Regions from separate parts of the Danio rerio genome. Here region 1 is linked to region 2. Evidence: chromatin contacts called from public Micro-C data. All regions are on one chromosome and are shown on one strand. The core of a region is the stretch at or near the end of the contact, and the rest is flanking DNA. Distances in the headings are between cores, read along the strand shown. Region 1 overlaps prkag2a (protein kinase, AMP-activated, gamma 2 non-catalytic subunit a). Region 2 overlaps prkag2a (protein kinase, AMP-activated, gamma 2 non-catalytic subunit a).

Region 1 (2,901 bases), core at 14-2,513, 38 kb before region 2:
ATTGTATACTGATGGTTTGTTCTGTAGACTATCCAAAAAAAAAAATTAAAGGGACTAATAATTTTGTCCTTAAAATGGTTTTAAAAAATTTAAAAAATGATTTTATTCTAGCCGAAATAAAACAAATAAGACTTTCTTCAAAAGAAAAAAATATTATCAGACATACTGTGAAAATTTCCTTGCTCTGTTAAACATCATTTGGGAAATGTTTAAAAAAGAAAACTTCAAAGGGGGTTTAATAATTCTGATTTCAACTGAACTTACATTCACAATACAATGCACAATACATTTTATGTTCCGAATTATATGAAGTATGCGATGTGTATGTAGTACTGCATTTTGTTTTCTATATTAATCTATTTTTATTGTTTTATTAAGTCACATTTTTAATTGGAAAAAAAATACTAATTATGTTATTGAATGCATTAATTTTCATTTTTAGTAATAAATAAAATTGTATTTAATTTTTAAAAATTAAAATTAAAAGAAAAAAATATTTTAAAAAATAATATGATTTATATATAAATAAAAAATTATTATTGAAATTTAAATAAGGTATTTAAAAATATATTAAGATTAAATACACAAATCCATTAACACTCAATTGAAATATAGAAATAAATCATTATTATTATTTTATTTATTTAATGTGCATTTTGTACATATTATGTAAAAAGTTAAATTCTTATACTTGGTATTGATTTTGCTTCTGTTAAAAATGTTAAACTAGAGATATAAATTGCTTTAAATTATGAGGCTTTAAACTATAAGGTAAATTTTTGATTGCATTCTGCAGACAATATGGCTCATATACAAATAGCAAGTATTATAAATGATACTGTGGTTGTATTTCATGACTGTAATGTCTTTTAAAAAATTGAGCTTAAAAAAAAGCTTTATAATACAGAAAAAAAAGACCTGCTGTTGTATTCATATCTAGCCAAACAGCTGCCCCAGATTTCACCACATGTAGTTGTGCGTAAATAGCGTTGGGGGGCGCTGCTCAGCTTAACGTGCCCTCATAGATTCAGGAAAAAGTCCTTGAAATGTTGATAAGATCCACACTTATGTCTTTAGCAGACCTTTCAGGAGATGAAATACAGCTATTTTTTACCTTCAGAGAATGTGCTCCTCATTCATGTCTGATAAAATCTGGAAAAACATGCTCTTATGTGAAGTCAGCAGTTAAAATGCACACCGTGACAAAAAAGAGAGATCTATAATGAACTTGTATGCCATTTAAAAGCACAAGTAGTAGCAAGTAGCACATGTTTACTGAGCTGACATATGCAAAATAGAGAGAAAGAAAGGCAAATGAAGAGGACGATACTTGATTTGACTGAGCTGGTCTTTTTGTAAAGTGTGTTGTGTTACTAAAGCCAGTGTTATAAACCAAAAGTCTGTGAATGAACAAACGTAACACCAGTTTCAGTGTAAATACTCCCATATGGAAATCTGATTTATGTTTTTATGTCACTTTTACTTACTTTAATATGTTAATCAGGTTTGAAAGGTATAGTTCCTGCAAAAAAATTTGTTTTATGATTTGTTCTGTCGAACACACACAATAAAAGATGTTTTGAAGAAAGCCATTGACTTCCGTTGTATTCTTGGTTTACTATGGATGTCAATGGTTAAAATTTCCAACATTCTTCAAAATATCTTTTTTTGGGTTCAACAAAACAGAACAGCTCAAACTGATCAAAGGTGAGTAAGTAATGGCAGAATTCTCATTTTTGGGTGAAATATCCCTTTAAGTTATACAAAGTTTAACTTAATATGATGTAAGTTGCGATAACAACAAAAGTCCATTTGATTCAACAAAAAAAAAATTTAAGGCACCAAGTTTGTGTGTGTGTGTGTGTGTGTGTGTGTGTGTGTGTGTGTGTGTGTGTGTTCATATTTGTTAATCTATTTGTTGAAAGGTATATGTAAACAGACATTTTTGCAATATTTTTATAATTGAAATATACATGTTACATATATACGAATATCTGACATATTTTTATATCAGTGATCTCCAATCAAGAAATATTATAAATATTATTAGCATTTATACAACAGTTTTGTCGGGTTCTTGAGTCTGATTGGCTGATAGCTGTGCAATATTCTGCCAGTAACAGCACTCGTACGGCCTCCTCACCCTTCACCCTTGTACTTCACCCACATATAGCAACAAGCAGAGGACACTCTACAGTTTGACAAATATTGCTGCTGTTGGGCAACCTGATGTACTTTTGAGGCTTTTTTAGTCAAGAATGTAGTTGTTTAGATTGCAACCATGCAGTTTATTTATAAAGATAGTGCCTATTTTTAAATATTTATAATTTCTGAGAGACAAAGCATAGGCGTCCATTAACCTGAACAGAGCAAAGACAGTTGACGTTTTCCATCCACAAGATGGCGATAGAGACCACATAATAAGCCCTTAGAGGAGAAATAACCCAGCGTAATTTTAAACTACAGCTGATCAATTCATTATTAAACTGGTAAGTGACTTTCTAAGTCGATCTCTCTATTTTGTATGTTGTAGTGCTGTATGTATACCATAGTAATTGTATATGGTCATCATTTTAGATATTACGCTTGAGAATCATTCAAATACTAGCACACGTACAAGTGACGTGTGTGAATGAGCAACGGTTTCTGCTGTTTTGAAGTCAGCTGCAGATGTAAATGAATGTCGGAAGAGAGTAGTTCCACTTACAAAAGGATTTTGAGACTCTCCCTGTTTTTCTTTTTTATATACATGATTATGCCGTCAAATGTGTTTGAATAATCGTAAAAAAACACTTTTTTTCTGCTTATTAGCCTAATTCTTAAACAAGTTAGACAAACAGAATTTAAACTTTGTTATCTGCAATTCTAAATATGGTCTGAAGACAAAAAAAGCACAATGTT
Region 2 (3,138 bases), core at 502-3,001:
AAAATGTGGCCCCTTCTAACATACATTATTTGCTTTTCTTGGGGAATAATACAGTAGTTATGCTAGTTTTTTCCCCCCTAAAGGTGTTCCTGTGTTTTATTTTTATTTTTTTAATAAAGTGATTTTTTTGTAATGCATTGTTACTTTTTTTTAAATTAAAGCCTTTAAATGTTAAGTGAAAATGTAAATCTTTACAACAAAAAAATTACAAAACAAAACAAAAAGGGATATAATTGATTTTAAAAACCAACAATTTAAGTACTATTAAATGCCTAGAAAACAGACATGCAAGTAGATGTAGATGAAGCAGACTGGACTTATGCTTGCTTGAAAGCTCAAACACAAACAGTAAATACCAGGTTTAAACTAATTCAATATAAATGGTTAATGAGAATATATATAACCCTTGATAAACTTCATCATATGTCTGCTAATATTCCAGATGTTTGCTCTAAATGTTTAGATGATAAAGGTACATGATATCACTGCAATGTCTTAAAATAGTAAAGTTTTAGAAGAGATAATTGAATGTATGTTGGATTTGTTTAACTTTAAAATACCTTTAAATGCTAAACTCTATTCTTGGTTTATATCAAATGGAACTTACAATTGGAAAGAAAAAAACTGGGGCTTTGGTTTTCTTCAAGCTAGAAGGGGTACTGCATTATACTGGAAACACATGAATGCTTCATCCATAGAACTGTAAAAAAAAGAAATATTGAACTGCATTGGACTGGACTGACTAGCTTATCATCAAAAGCAAGCAGAAGGACTTTCACTATCTTTGGGAACCATATATGTATGTTGTCGTGTGTTTGTAAACATGCATTTTTTTGTATTATTGTTTTTGTTATTTTGTCACTATCTATTTTTCAATGTTTCAATTCATTATTTATTTATTTATAAATACTGAACTTAAACACTAAAACCTGAACCACACTGTTCCAGTTACTATGACCATTTATGTGAAGCTGCTTTGACACAATCTACATTGTAAAAGTGCTATACAAATAAAGCTGAATTGAATTGAATATTTATTTATTTATTTATCAATAATTTATCAGTAAACCTATTTGTAAAACAAACAATTTGATTATCAGAATAAAATACTGAATTATTAAACACTAAAATATCCATATATAAACTGAAACTGAAAATTTTTTAATGTTCATTTTTACATTTTATTAATAATAATAACAATATAATAATAATAATAATAATAATAATAATAATAATAATAATAATGCAGAGTTTTTCCTTGCACAGAAAAGGTAGGAGTGGTATTCTGATAATTCGGATAATATTTGCTTCTTGAAATAAACACATTTTGCATTGTTATTATTGTAATTTTATCAAGTAAAACATCATCTATTTTAAAAGGCTAACATTAAATATAATTAAAAACATTTAATTTTGGGTCTGTCAGTAGCTGTGGCTCTTTGCCTGATTGTTGTCGAATGGTGGAGGTGTTACAAAATTTGATGGAGGTGGCCACCTCGTAATTCACTAAAAGGGAAATAACCTGTAATGTGTTACTGATATATATACCACAGTGACAGTCATCATTTTCTCTTATGAAACACCTCAGTAATTTATCAGTCAATAAATTTAGCTTGTGGCTGAATATTAAAATAAGTTTTAAAAGAAAGAAAGAACATGATTTTAATTTAACGAGTGCATATCTGTGAAGGCTTATTACTTCAGTGCAAACTTTAGTGCAAAAACGGCTTTGGTGGTGATGAATTTGCATCCCACTTTATCTGAGGTGCTTTGCATAAACAGCGCCCTCTGTCTGTCACTGCTAGTGCAAAAACATTAGCATGAGATTTAAAAACAAATGTTTTTGTTCTTCTGTTTTTAGGTTAAAAAGGCCTTTTTTGCATTGGTGGCCAATGGAGTCCGAGCCGCCCCTCTGTGGGAGACTAAGAAACAGAGTTTTGTGGGTGAGTAAAATATAATGATTATATATACAGTTAAAGTCAGAATTATTAACCCCCCTGAGTTATTAGCCCCCCTGTTTATTTTTTCCTCAATTTTTATTTAACGGAGGGAAGATTTTTTCAACACACTGGTAAACGTAAAAATTTTAATAACTCATTTCTAATAACTGATTTGTTTTATATTTGCCATGATGACAGTAAATAATGTTTTACTAGATATTTTCATGTAGGGTAATTAGGTTAACTAGGCAGGTTGGGGTAATTAGGCAATTTATTGAATAACAATGGTTTGTTCTGTAGACATTTGAGAAAAAATACCTTAAAGAGGCTAATAATTTTGACCTTGAAATAGTGTTTTAAAAATAAAAAACAGTTTTTTTTCTAGCTGAAATAAAACAAATAAGACTTTCTCTAGAAGAAAACATATTATTAGACATACTGTGAACATTTCTTTGCTCTGTTAAACATCATTAATACCTTAAATAACCTTAATAATTCTGATTTCAACTGTATTTGCATATTTTGATAGTGACCCTTTCATATGGAATCTCCATTAAACATATATAGTTAAAGGCAAAATTATTAGTCCTGTGAAATTGTAAAACTTTAAGTGTTTCCCACTCTCAAAAAATGACGTGTGCTCTTTTTTTCAAATAGTTTTATGTTCAATCCTCTTAAATTTGTAAAAACAAATGAATTATTATAATCCAATCCAAATCAACTGTGTGGAACCCAGCGTTTTTACAGTGCAAGCACTATTTTACGGAGCAAGGAAATTTTTACAGTATAATAATATATAATAGTTCTGAAACATTCTTGTTTCTTTTAGTTTGGCCGAATAAAAGCAATTATTATTATTATTATTATTATTTTACTATTGTTAAGGTCGATACTCTTAGCCCACTTAAGATTTTTTTTCATTAGCTAATGGCTAAACCACATTTGTCCAATAACTTGCCCAATTTATATAACATTCCTATTGTTAACCTAATAAATTAGTTAAGTCTAAAAATGTAGCTTTAAACTAAATTGTCTTGTAATATTACTAGTAAAATATTAAGTAATGCCATTATGGCAAAGACAAAAGAAATTAGTTATTAGAAATGACTTATTAAAACTATTAGGTTTAAAAACTATTTGAAAAATAAAAATGCAAATTCACAGTAAGGCTAGTAATTTTCCCTTAAAAATATATATT

What was found. Hi-C and Micro-C count contacts between places; a contact is called where the count stands out from the background.
Region 1: a contact with region 2 is called in a Micro-C map of caudal fin, with 14 times the contacts expected there. The contact joins two enhancer-like sites. A contact is called at or near these places in 2 of 18 Hi-C or Micro-C datasets (caudal fin and an unstated tissue).

Annotation. Positions count from the first base shown.
Region 1 is chr24:32,500,548-32,503,448 of GRCz12tu, reverse strand. The region is part of intron 1 of prkag2a (protein kinase, AMP-activated, gamma 2 non-catalytic subunit a); the gene reads left to right. Among named protein-coding and RNA genes, the nearest start is that of prkag2a, 13 kb to the left of the region's middle. Within about 2 kb of position 1,263, at least 17 of the 62 cell types and tissues checked have an H3K27ac peak or open chromatin away from gene starts, as enhancers often do. A contact at or near this core is called in caudal fin, where this site is marked.
Region 2 is chr24:32,462,949-32,466,086 of GRCz12tu, reverse strand. prkag2a (protein kinase, AMP-activated, gamma 2 non-catalytic subunit a) reads left to right here. Exons shown (of 14, transcript NM_001328430.1): 5 at 1,862-1,943. Among named protein-coding and RNA genes, the nearest start is that of cox4i1l, 38 kb to the right of the region's middle. Within about 2 kb of position 1,751, at least 2 of the 62 cell types and tissues checked have an H3K27ac peak or open chromatin away from gene starts, as enhancers often do. A contact at or near this core is called in caudal fin, where this site is marked.